Regions from separate parts of the Mus musculus genome. Here region 1 is linked to region 2. The links are chromatin contacts, called in public HiChIP or PLAC-seq maps. All regions are on one chromosome and are shown on one strand. The core of a region is the stretch at or near the end of the contact, and the rest is flanking DNA. Distances in the headings are between cores, read along the strand shown.

Evidence for each region. HiChIP or PLAC-seq counts read pairs in DNA pulled down with a chosen protein or histone mark.
Region 1: a contact with region 2 is called in an H3K27ac HiChIP or PLAC-seq map of trophoblast stem cells, with 19 read pairs. The contact joins two enhancer-like sites. A contact is called at or near these places in 5 of 39 promoter capture datasets (the 3T3-L1 cell line, embryonic stem cells, fetal liver and 1 more), 1 of 15 datasets of contacts at CTCF or cohesin (the NIH/3T3 cell line), 16 of 484 Hi-C or Micro-C datasets (the 3T3-L1 cell line, CD8 T cells, the G1E-ER4 cell line and 9 more), 20 of 115 datasets of contacts at active chromatin or transcription factors (the HPC-7 cell line, bone marrow-derived dendritic cells, bone marrow-derived macrophages and 14 more) and 1 of 9 other capture datasets (embryonic stem cells).

Annotation. Positions count from the first base shown.
Region 1 is chr4:119,123,951-119,129,472 of GRCm38.p6, reverse strand. All of the region lies in intron 2 of Slc2a1 (solute carrier family 2 (facilitated glucose transporter), member 1), which reads right to left. Among named protein-coding and RNA genes, the nearest start is that of Gm12867, 5.5 kb to the left of the region's middle. Within about 2 kb of position 3,297, at least 233 of the 459 cell types and tissues checked have an H3K27ac peak or open chromatin away from gene starts, as enhancers often do. A contact at or near this core is called in trophoblast stem cells, where this site is marked.
Region 2 is chr4:119,019,991-119,025,164 of GRCm38.p6, reverse strand. No RefSeq gene overlaps it. Among named protein-coding and RNA genes, the nearest start is that of Gm12865, 25 kb to the right of the region's middle. RefSeq lists an enhancer at 5,089-5,174. Within about 2 kb of position 2,879, at least 25 of the 459 cell types and tissues checked have an H3K27ac peak or open chromatin away from gene starts, as enhancers often do. A contact at or near this core is called in trophoblast stem cells, where this site is marked.

The sequences.
Region 1 (5,522 bases), core at 2,048-4,547, 100 kb before region 2:
GAGCCAGTGGTAGGGGTACCTTGAGTCAACAAAGGGTCTTAGGCTCTCTTCTAGAAAACCTTGGTCCTACAGGGGTCAGAGACTGGGCCAAGTTGGACAAGCAAAACAAAGTGCTTGTGTTCTTCAAGGGACACACAGCCCAGAGAGCTGCTGGAAAGGCAAGGTCCCATTTATCAGGCTCTGTAGGGGACAGGCTGTTCTGAATAAGAAGCTGCAGAGATAAAAAGTGCTTCTCCAGGGCCCAGAGCTGGGAACTGGGGCTCCTTCCCTTTGGTTGTACAGGGTGACCAAATAGACCCACAAGCAGAATTGAACGGTAATGGGGGCCTTTCCCTGTAGGCAAAACACTCATACACATAAAAAATTTTTGAGATAGGGTCTCTCTATGTAGCACTGGCTGTACTGAAATTCTCTATACAGACACCAGGCTGTCCTTGAACTCAGAGATCTGCTTGCCCCTGCCTCCCAAGTACTTGGGACTAAAGGCATATGCCATCGCAATTGATTAAAAAATACTTTTTTGAAACTGGCTAATGGAGCTTACTTGAACTGTGTGCAAATGGTAGATCTGTGCAGAGTAAGTCAGCTAAGACTGAAGAGAAGCTGCCTGCATGAACTTAAGGGCGAGCACTGAGCCTCTCTCTCTTCCTCCAGCTCAGGTCTTTAGCTTTCCTCACAGAAGCAGCGAAGTGATAAGGTGCTCCCAACCTCTCCCACCCACATGCAGGGAAGCTGCTGGCCTGGGTTGTCAGCAGTGAGCCAAAGCTCACTCTCCCGCTCCTTCCTCTCTGTTGCCGAGTCCTCTGCCGGGCAGCACGGGCACCAGCTTCCTATACTGTAACAGCGGTCCCACCCAGGCTCAGGGACAGCAGAGGCTGAGCAGTGGGCTTCCTATCAGAATCAGGAATACTGTCTGAGCCTGGCTTTCCAGTCCTGCTGCTCTGAGACTCCTTCTGTAAGGTTCACATGAGGCTCCAAGCTCACACTGGCTCAGGGAAGACAGAGCAGCCCCAGAGAATCCAGAGAATTCTCTATGGGGGAAAAGTTCTAGGGCCACCTGTTCCATCCAGCTACTGCCCTCAGTGTCCATCTGGGAGAAAGGTGTCCTGCAGGGACAGAATGCCTGCTGACTACTCCCCTCATAGGATCCCAGCGGTAGCTGCCTGTCCTACCCCTTGTGCCAATCACAAGCCCAAATGTTATCCCTGACGCTGCCACTGTGCCCAACCCAAACGTCCCAGGTCTGCTGAATGTGCCTTCCCACCAGTCTCCTGTGCTGTGTGGCATCTGTCCTAGGTCCCTCCTGTGTTCTGTGTTCTGTTGCAGTCTTTCACCCCCAAAGCAATGCCTTTACATGGGTAATGAACTAGCACAGTCCTCCACTCTTCCTTGTAGGGAACATCTGAAGCAAACTGACCTAGACCAGTTAGAGGCGACAGTCTGGGTTCAACAGGCCTCCTGGGAAGGGCTGGAGCCACACATGGCTCGCACTTGCTTTTCAGAGAATCCTTTTACAGTGTAGAACCACTGGGCTGGAGCTGTGATGCAACCTGACATCTCTTGCAGATTCTGTTCCCAGCACCCAATGGCAGCTCACAGCCACCTGCAATCCCAAGTCTAGGGACCTCATGCTCTTTTTGAGCCTCCATGAGCACGTGGTGCCGACATGTATGCAGGCAAAACGCCCTCCAAATGTAAAATAACAAAACAAAAATAAAACGTGAAACCATTTCTTCCTGGGTTCATGCTGATGAGATAGGGAAAGAGCTAATCAGTTGAAAGATCTGTTGTGGAGTTGGCCTGTCACGAGGGCTGACATCTTAGAGATGCTCTGTTAGTGCAGAGGGTACTCGGGCTTCCTTGACCACACTCATGGGAAGTGCGTTGGCTCTGTGCAGCTGAGGTCCCTGGGCTGGGACAGCTTGCAAAAAAGAGCTACTCCACACTACCTGTTCCCTTAGTGAGGCGGGGGACCTGCACATGCCCAAGAGCTTCTTGGAAATCCTAAGACCCAGGCAACTGTGTGTGCGATGCCTGCTCTCTACAGAGGAAGTGAGCACTTCCTCTCTGTGGTGGCAGGGTGGTGTCTGTAAAGGGATGTGAGGCAGAACACGTAGCCTGCTCACAGAATAAGGCGTTATTGATGCCATTTGTGCTCCCCAGGAGAGAAGCCACCTTTCAGAGAGAAGCAAGAGGGAGGGGATCTAAGGTGTGACCTAAGGTGTGACCACTTAGCACACCAGGACCTCTGCTCAAGCCTCAGAGCAGCAAAAACAATCAAAATTAAAAACAAAAACCAAAAACCCTAAACCACAGGGGAGCACTGAGATAGGGTTCCCGGCTTACATTGCCAGGGGCTATGTAAGCTATATGGGGCAAGAAGAACCTGAGGGAACTAGGGCTTGACTCAGAAACCCTAAGGTTCTGTGGCCCCCGAGAGCAGAAGCCCTGGGCTCTTGGGTTTTTGATAAGTGGCTCCCCCACCTCAGGAAGGGTGAGTGACCCAGAGCCATGTGAGGAAACATTCATAGGAAGGCTAAGTCTGAAGCCACATACAGCCTCTGTCACTTGCTTTTCTTTCAACCCTTTCAACATGTGAAAGGCTTACAGGCCACATGGGGTGCTGGCTAGCCTGGCCACCCTGCTGAACTGACCCAGGATTTGAGACTGCGGCAGAGCTGTGTTTGGGGACCTCTGGCTCCTCCCAGTACCTATCCTTGGATATTCTGCTTCCGGGCCTGAATCTTCTCTCCCATCCCAGAGTGATCCCCTCAGCTCTTCCCCCATGTTCTGTGGGGATATGGCCCTTCTTATAGGCCCACCATCTTCCCTCTCTCTTACAAGGAGGAAAGGGTCAAATTGTCCAGCTGTCTCTCAGTCTGGTCTTGACCCGTACTCCCAGCCTCTCATCTTTGCTAGGCCCCTGAACCTCTTTCCCTCAGCTCAGCCCAGAGCTCAGATGTCTCTATAACAGTGCAACCACACCTGAGAGTCAGCTATGAACCCAGGGCCAGATGTTGCAGGTGGGGCTGGACAGTCCCACCCGCTGCATCTCCAGAGCCCCCTCTGAAACCTAAAGGAAGAGGCTCAGGTTAAAGCTGAGAGCAGCAGCAGCAGTGAAGGATGCTTCAGAGTCTAGAATTGGTCTTCTTCCTCACCAAGGACAGGCCTCTCTGCCCTGGCTAGTGGGTCCCTTCCCTGCTCTACAGCCTGGAGGGGCTTCTCACACAGACACAGAGAGAGCTTCACCTCACTGTGGCAGCCCAGCAGCCAGGGCCACCTCAGCCCTCAGGATGAAGAGTTTCTTCAGCAGCACTCTGACTCATATCCTCTGGGCAGACAGTAACACCCACATCTCAGACTGCTCTTTCCTTCTATTTGATCACCTTTCAGGGAATGCAGTTCCCCTCTGGGAAGTTCCCCTGGCCAGCACCCCTCCTCCATCAAAGTATGTCTACAGTGCCTGCGGTCACACTGGCTGCTGGCATCCTACTACTGAATACAGGACAGCCCATCACAATAAATACCAAAGGGCTGTCCAGTGCAAAGTACCCGTGGTGCTAAGGTTGAAAAACATCATTAGGGCCAACTGCCACCTCTGCCCTACTGTGCCCGTCCATGTTTCTATTGCGGTCTTTGAACAGCTGACTAGAAGACACTATGATCAAGAGCAGACTTCAACATGGTCTGATTTGAGTGTCACTGCTGCTGGGTGCAGGGAACAAGGGGGGGCTTGCAATGACGGGCTGTGACGGCGTGAGGAATTGCGTAACTATTGTGTGGGAAGTTCTTGAGATAGATCTGTACATGACCGGACTTGACTCAGCTCTGAGCTCAGCACAGTGGGAGTGGGCCAGCAGTGCAACAAGTGTGAGCAAGGGTCCAGGGACAGAAGTAGGGGAAGAAAGAAAGGAGAGGGAGAGGGAAGGAGAGGGAGAGGCAGGGAGAGGGAAGGACACGAGGGAGAGGGAGGGGAAGGGGGACAGTAAGAGGGAGAGAGAGGGGAAGAAGAGAAAGAGAAAGAGAAAATCCACCCCCATTGCTCAGTGCCTGTCTCCCAAAGGTTGAGCACAGAGCATACAACAGAACCAGACCCCCTGGATTTAAACTCCAGCTCTGCTCTGTGCTAGCTGTGTGTCCTTGGTGTAGTTTCATCACATCTCTGTGCTTCTTTCTTACAAAATGGAGGTTATGGGGCCTACTTAGCGAGGTTATCATGAGAACAACTGAAGGACCACCTTTAAGGCACTTAGAATACCTAGAGGAGAAAAAGAAAGCTGTAAGGGTTTGTGTGGTGGACAGCACTATGGCTGTTGGCATCCCCAGAGAGATAAGAGGCTGGTCTCGAGCTTAGAGTAGCTCAGCCCCAGAGGTGCTGGGCTAGGGGTGGGAGGCAGGTTCTCAACTGAGGTTATTTCTGTCACTGGCCAGGCCAGGTCACTTAGGGCAAGGCCTCACTTCCTCTGCACACCAGGATCCTCCCTTGTCAAATAAGAAGGGCTGAGCTAACATCAGGCTCCTCCCAGCAGCCTCTGGGTTCCAGAAATGCCTTTCTCCAGGGTGCTTGGTCCTACCCCTCATCAAGTGTAGGTCAGCCCAGGGTGGTATTTGGGTGTCACTGTCACTTGCTGCCTCCCAGTGGCCAGGCTCCCCTATTCCTCCCCTCCCACCCCAGCTCAGCCCTTCACTTGCCAGCCAACCTTGCTTTCCTCAGCCACGAAAGAAAGACAGTCTAGTCTGTGTGCCAGGTTTACAAGGTGCAGGGAGAGGAGGTAATTTGAGGGCAGGTGCAATATAAACATTTAAGATAATATCATGATTAATTACCGCTTCCGGCAGAAGCCTTTCAGGCCTGTTTTATGGCAAAGAACAAATTCCCAGTGAATGTCTTCTCACTGTGGGCAAAGCTGCTTTGAGAGATGGGCCACCTAGCCTCACTCCCTCAGAGAAGTACTCAGAACAGACAAAAGTACCCAGTGTGGATAGACAGAGTCCACATCAGAGAGCCCCTTCCATGACACTTTTTGCCTAGGCATCTGACCTCCTTGCTGCGGGATCACTCTCCCCCTCCAGGTATGAATGGGCTGCCAAATCCTCATGTCTTTCTGCTGCTGCCCTCCCCTAACCCTCTGCTCTTTTCAAATCGGTTCGACCGGCTGGGGAACACAAATATTTGTAAGAGAACTGCATCTGTACTGACCACGGACAAACTGTTTTGTCTTTAATCCCTAAACAATGCAGCAAGTCCAGCAACTTCTGACCACAGGGCTTCCCTGGTCTCTGATGCAGGTGATGTGGGAAGACACAGTGTGAGGAGGGCTGTGCACGGGCTCGGGCAGCGCTGTGCTACATTCCCTGTGAGGTCTTGACTGTCCAGATTTCAGTACACATGGGGGATGTGAGGGTCCTGAACCGACCCATCACAGATTCCCACCCACTCTCCTCCTAGAAGTCTCCCCCACCATCCCCTCTAGATGGGGTGACCTTAGGAGACTGTGTTGAGTTCGCAGCCCTATCTCCTT
Region 2 (5,174 bases), core at 1,630-4,129:
TTGTTGTCTTCCATGCAGGGGATTGAATCCAAGACCTTGACCCATGCTATGCAAAGGCCCTACTCCGGAGCTTCAAGAAAACAATTACTAAAAAATAAAAAAAAATGAGTTTTGTTTCCTTTTATATCTGTATATCTGTGTCTTACAGATACACACGCCGAAGTTTTTGAAGCTGGAATTATAGGTGGTTCTGAGCCCCCTAATGTGGGAGCTGGGAAGCAAACTTGGGTCCTCTGCAAGAGCTGGAAGTGCTCTTAACTGCAGAGCCATGTCTCCAGTCCAATATATATATATATATATATATATATATTTAAAAGCCTTATTTTTATTTGGGAGGGGGTATGATTGGTTTGCTTGCTCATAAGTGTTTGTACTGTATCATGTTGGTGCCGGTAGAGGCCCGAAGAAATCACTGAATTGCCTGCAGTCGGAGTTCCATCAGATGGTCGATGAGTGGCCACGTGGCTGCTGGGAACTGAACCTGGGTTCTCCGAAAGAGCAGTGAGTGCTCATAACTGTGGGCCCACCTCTCCAGCCCCCAAGAAAACAATTCTTAAACTGGACTTTACCTCACCCCACTGGCTGGTGAACATTTGTGAAGGGCACAATGTTCAGATGGTCCTGGCCTGGAAAGCAAGTGTCCCCTCTGAAGAGTGAGCACGTGATGTCCAGGGATCCAGCATCACTTAGGCACCTGTTTGTGCTAGGGGCATTGATTCATTTAATCCACCCAGTCGCTGCCAGGAGGAGGTGTCCTATCTACTGGCCTACCGGTAGTTAGTTCCTCTAGGCTCCTCTTCCCAGGGCCCGAGCAATGGTTTAAGTCACCTCCTGCTGCCTTTACCAGGTGTGGCATATAAAAGACCAGCCACCTCAGTTCTCTCTCTCTGTCTGTTCCCATGTGTTCCCTCAGTCTTTCTCTCCCTTTCTGCCCTTCTGTGTCCCCATTCTCTTCCTTCAAGGCTCTGCTCCCTTTCAGCTCCCTATTATCCAGGCCCTCATTTGTTACATGGCATAATTTCCCAGAGGGCACCTTGGCATGGACCCGCCAGGTACCTCCCCACTCTGTATTATATTTCATAACACTATCCATTATCTATCTAGCCATCCACTAATATTTATGCAAATGATCCATCTGTTTAAGAAAAATCTATAGAAACAAAAATAGACATATTGACAGCTTTTACATTTTTATTATTATTGTTATTATTATTTTCAAGACAGAGTTTCTCTTTCTAACAGAGTCCTGGCTGTCCTGAACTCACTTTGTACACCAGGCTGGCCTTGAGCTCACAGAAATCTGTCTGCCTCTGCCTCCCGAGTGCTGGGATTAAAGTCGTGCTCCACCACGCCCGGCGCTTGACAGGTTTTTAAAGTTTAGTTTTGGTTTTGATTTTTTTGAGGTCATATAAAGAAACATTATTAGTTGCCTCTTCACTTTTTACATTCACACAAAGCTGTTAAGAGGGAGGAAAGCTGGGCTCTGTGTTCTTTGGGTCACTCCAGATGCCTGAGTGTTACTGCATGTGCACCCCCTCCCCAGTCTGCCGATTGAGGCAGTAGGGGAGTGCTGGGGTGATCCAGTAATGGGAGCCTGGATGTGCTGAGTCTTGTGTGTGAAGAGGATCAGAGCAGGCTGTGCCTTGGCTTGGAAACCAGGTGATGCGACTTGTTCAGAAGTGCTGGTGCCAGGACTTGCAGCTAGCTCAGCTCTTCTTTGTCAGTACTAACCAGGCCTGGGCCCCCTTCTAGGCTCTAAGCCTCAGTTTCCCATTTTGGAAATGGATTATCTGGATGCTCAAATCTGAGACTGTTCTAATCTGAGTGTGGAAGAAAGGATTTTCTTTGCTTGGAGACTGTGCCTTGTTTGCCCTACCCAGTATGAACTGGACACACACATAAACACACAAACTCATATGACCACCTACCCCATACTCTGTACACAGCACACACACACCACACACATACCACGCACACACATACATACACCATATATACCACACCACATACACATACACGACATACATTATACACACATACACACACCATACACTGCACACACATACACCATATACACATACCACACACATGCTATGCATCAAACCCCTATACCACATCATACCACAAGTATACCACAAATACACATATATACACATGCACCACACACACCATATATACCACACACACACCACACCATATATATACACACATACACCACACTATACCCACACACACACCACAAACACACCACACACATATACATTCATATCACACACACAAATACATCACACCATACACACACACACATACATACACCCCCACACAAATACACTCCCCCACTCTACAAATTCACCACATACACACACACACACAGGCACACGCACAGACACATATACACCCCACAAATACACCACAAACACACACACACACACACACACACACACACACACATGTCCAGATGCTGGGGATATGGTGGTGAGTGACAGACACGGTTCTTTTATCTCTTCTTGTGGATCTGGCAGAGGTCAGGAAAGAAGAGACTGAACAAGAAACCAAATTGTTTACTGCTTCAGCAAGGTTAGAACAGACCCCTGAAAGACCACAAGGAGCCCCCAGGCAAAGGGCGGGGGAGAGTTCCAGCACGTAGGAGGCCACAGGCAGACATGACCGGTATGTGTGAGGGACAGACAGCAGGAGACAAAGAGGTGAGAGATGATGGCAGTGGTATTTCTCACGTCTTGGCCTGTGTATGGAGTCCTTTTTGGAGACAAGAGACTGGACTAGGTAACCCTCTTTCCTTATGCAGAAAGCATGCTCGTGCATGTGCGCGTGCGTGTGCGTGCGCGCGCACACACACACACAAACACCCCGGCATGGAGAGCTTTGGTTTTAGTCAGGCAGCAGCCTCTGCTCTTCGGCTGGAGCACAGGCAGACCACTCAAGCTAAGGAAAGCTCTGTTCTCCCTCCACCCCCACTGGTGGGGGACATAAGGGTCTCGCCCGAGAAAGGAAGCCCCGCTTCCTGGTTTATGCTGGGATGGGAAAGACTTAGCCAAGAACAATGGCATTTTTGCAAAACACCACTTTGTTCTGGTGAGACCAGGAGGGGGTTTCCTTCGGGACCTAGCCTGGTCCCACTGCCCCTGACCTGCCAACCACAACAGCCACATGACTGTTCTCTGGTGCAACCTTTCATCTGAAGTTAGTTGCTCACAAGCCCTGGCTGGCTTAACCCTTCAGACTCCGCTGTGCCTGGAGGACAGGAGCTATGAGGTCACACAGCTCTTCCTGGCAGATGATGACTTCAAGAGACAAGGCTCACGGAACGGGAGCCAAGCACACTTGACACTGCTGGGTCTTCTACTCCAAAAGAACCTTCTGGAAACAAGGGCTCAGTCCTGCCAGGAAGTGTCTCAGATCCAAAATAGTCTGTATAGCACCCGAATTAGATCTATTCCTGTGGCCTGTGATGGGGAGAGGAGTGTTTCTCAAGGCCATTCAGAGATTAGCTTGGGAGCAAAGCTGGGACCCAGGGCTTTGGCTCTCGGGCAATGTTCTTTTCATGAATGGTTCTGCTCTAAAGGAACTTAAGATTTGAGGAGCAAAGGCAAGCATACATTGGAGGGTTTGAGATATCTGGAATGGCCCAGCATGTATGGAGGAGGACGGAAGGGTCTGCAGCTCTGCCAGTGGAGCTAACTTCTTGATTTCTTAAGCAGGGAGAGGTAGTTTCCAAAATCACTCCCATGCTTTCCAGGCATGTATGGCTGTTCCCCAGTGAATCGCTTAGTCTATTCTGAAGCAGCTGTTAATGGGAAGCAAGAGTCCATGCCATTGTGGGGAGCCAGGACAACAAGTAGAACTTGACATTTGCCTACCCACTGTTTTCTATTCTGCAGAGAATTAGGCAGAGACAAACAGCAGGTTTCTCAAATAGCTGGTAGGTGATGGCCATAGGATGCTAATGTTGATCGTAGTTATGGCAACACAGTATTGGCTTTGGCTGGGGGCAGTAGCTTATGGTGATGATGGTGGTGGCTAGTGTCACAGTGGTGATGATGAAAGCAGTAGGCACAATGATGTCAGTGCTGGTCACAGTGTAAGGACAATGGTGGGCTGGTGGATAACTGTCACATTTGGGCGCTAAGATGACAGTGCTGGGATGGGGGGTTTGGGGGTAAAGAAAGTGATGATGTTGACTCAAATGATCTTAGGGACACTCTGCCTTCATAGACACGGTGGTGGCAGAGCTGGTGGCAATGTTTTGGATGGTGTTGGTTGTCTTTGTGACTTCCCTGGCTGGGGTATATGCCCCAAATGTTCGTGTATTGAGGGCTAAATTGTGAAAAAATATCAGTAGTATTTGGAGCTGAGACCTATGGGAGGCTAGTAGGAATGAATAATGTTGGGAGAGCAGAGTCTCAGAGTGCCACTGCAGGTTAATAAGAAGAGAACGTGGTCTGCAGGCATAGGAATGCACAGCTGTGCTCCTGGCCATTAGAGTGTGGAGGCAAAGAGGGATACACGGTGATAGGGGTGTGGGTTAGGATGTGGAGGATACAGGGGGATCATGAATTCATGTCTAACTTTGGCTACATGGTATGTTTGAGAGCAGCCTGGGTTGCATGAAGATGGTCTCTGCCCCAGCCCATGCTAACACGAGTCTTGCTGTGCCATGATACGGTAAGAAGGCTCTCCCCAGATGACCTGTAGTCAGCAAGCAGTACCTTGGACAAAGCCTCCAGAACTGGACCCTAATAAACCTGTATTTCCAAAATTACCCCATCCCATATGTTTTATCACAGCAACAGAAAAGGATGTCAGCCGGGCGGTGGTGGTGCATGCCTTTAATCCCAGCACTTGGGAGGCAGAGGCAGGCAGATTTCTGAGTTTGAGGCCAGCCTGGTCTACAGAGTGAGTTCCAGGACAGCCAGGGCTATACAGAGAAACCCTGCCTCGAAAAACAAACAAACAACAAAACAAAACAAAACAAACAAAACAAAGAACAACAACAACCAAAAAAAAAAAAAAAAAAAAAAACCAAACAAAAAAAAAAAAAAAAAAGAAAGAAAGAAAGAAAAAGAAAAGGACATCAATGAGCGTGATCGTGGTGGTGGTGTCTGTGCCAAGGGTGAGCTTGCTGTGGTGGGGTGGGTGGCCATTGTAGTAGTGGG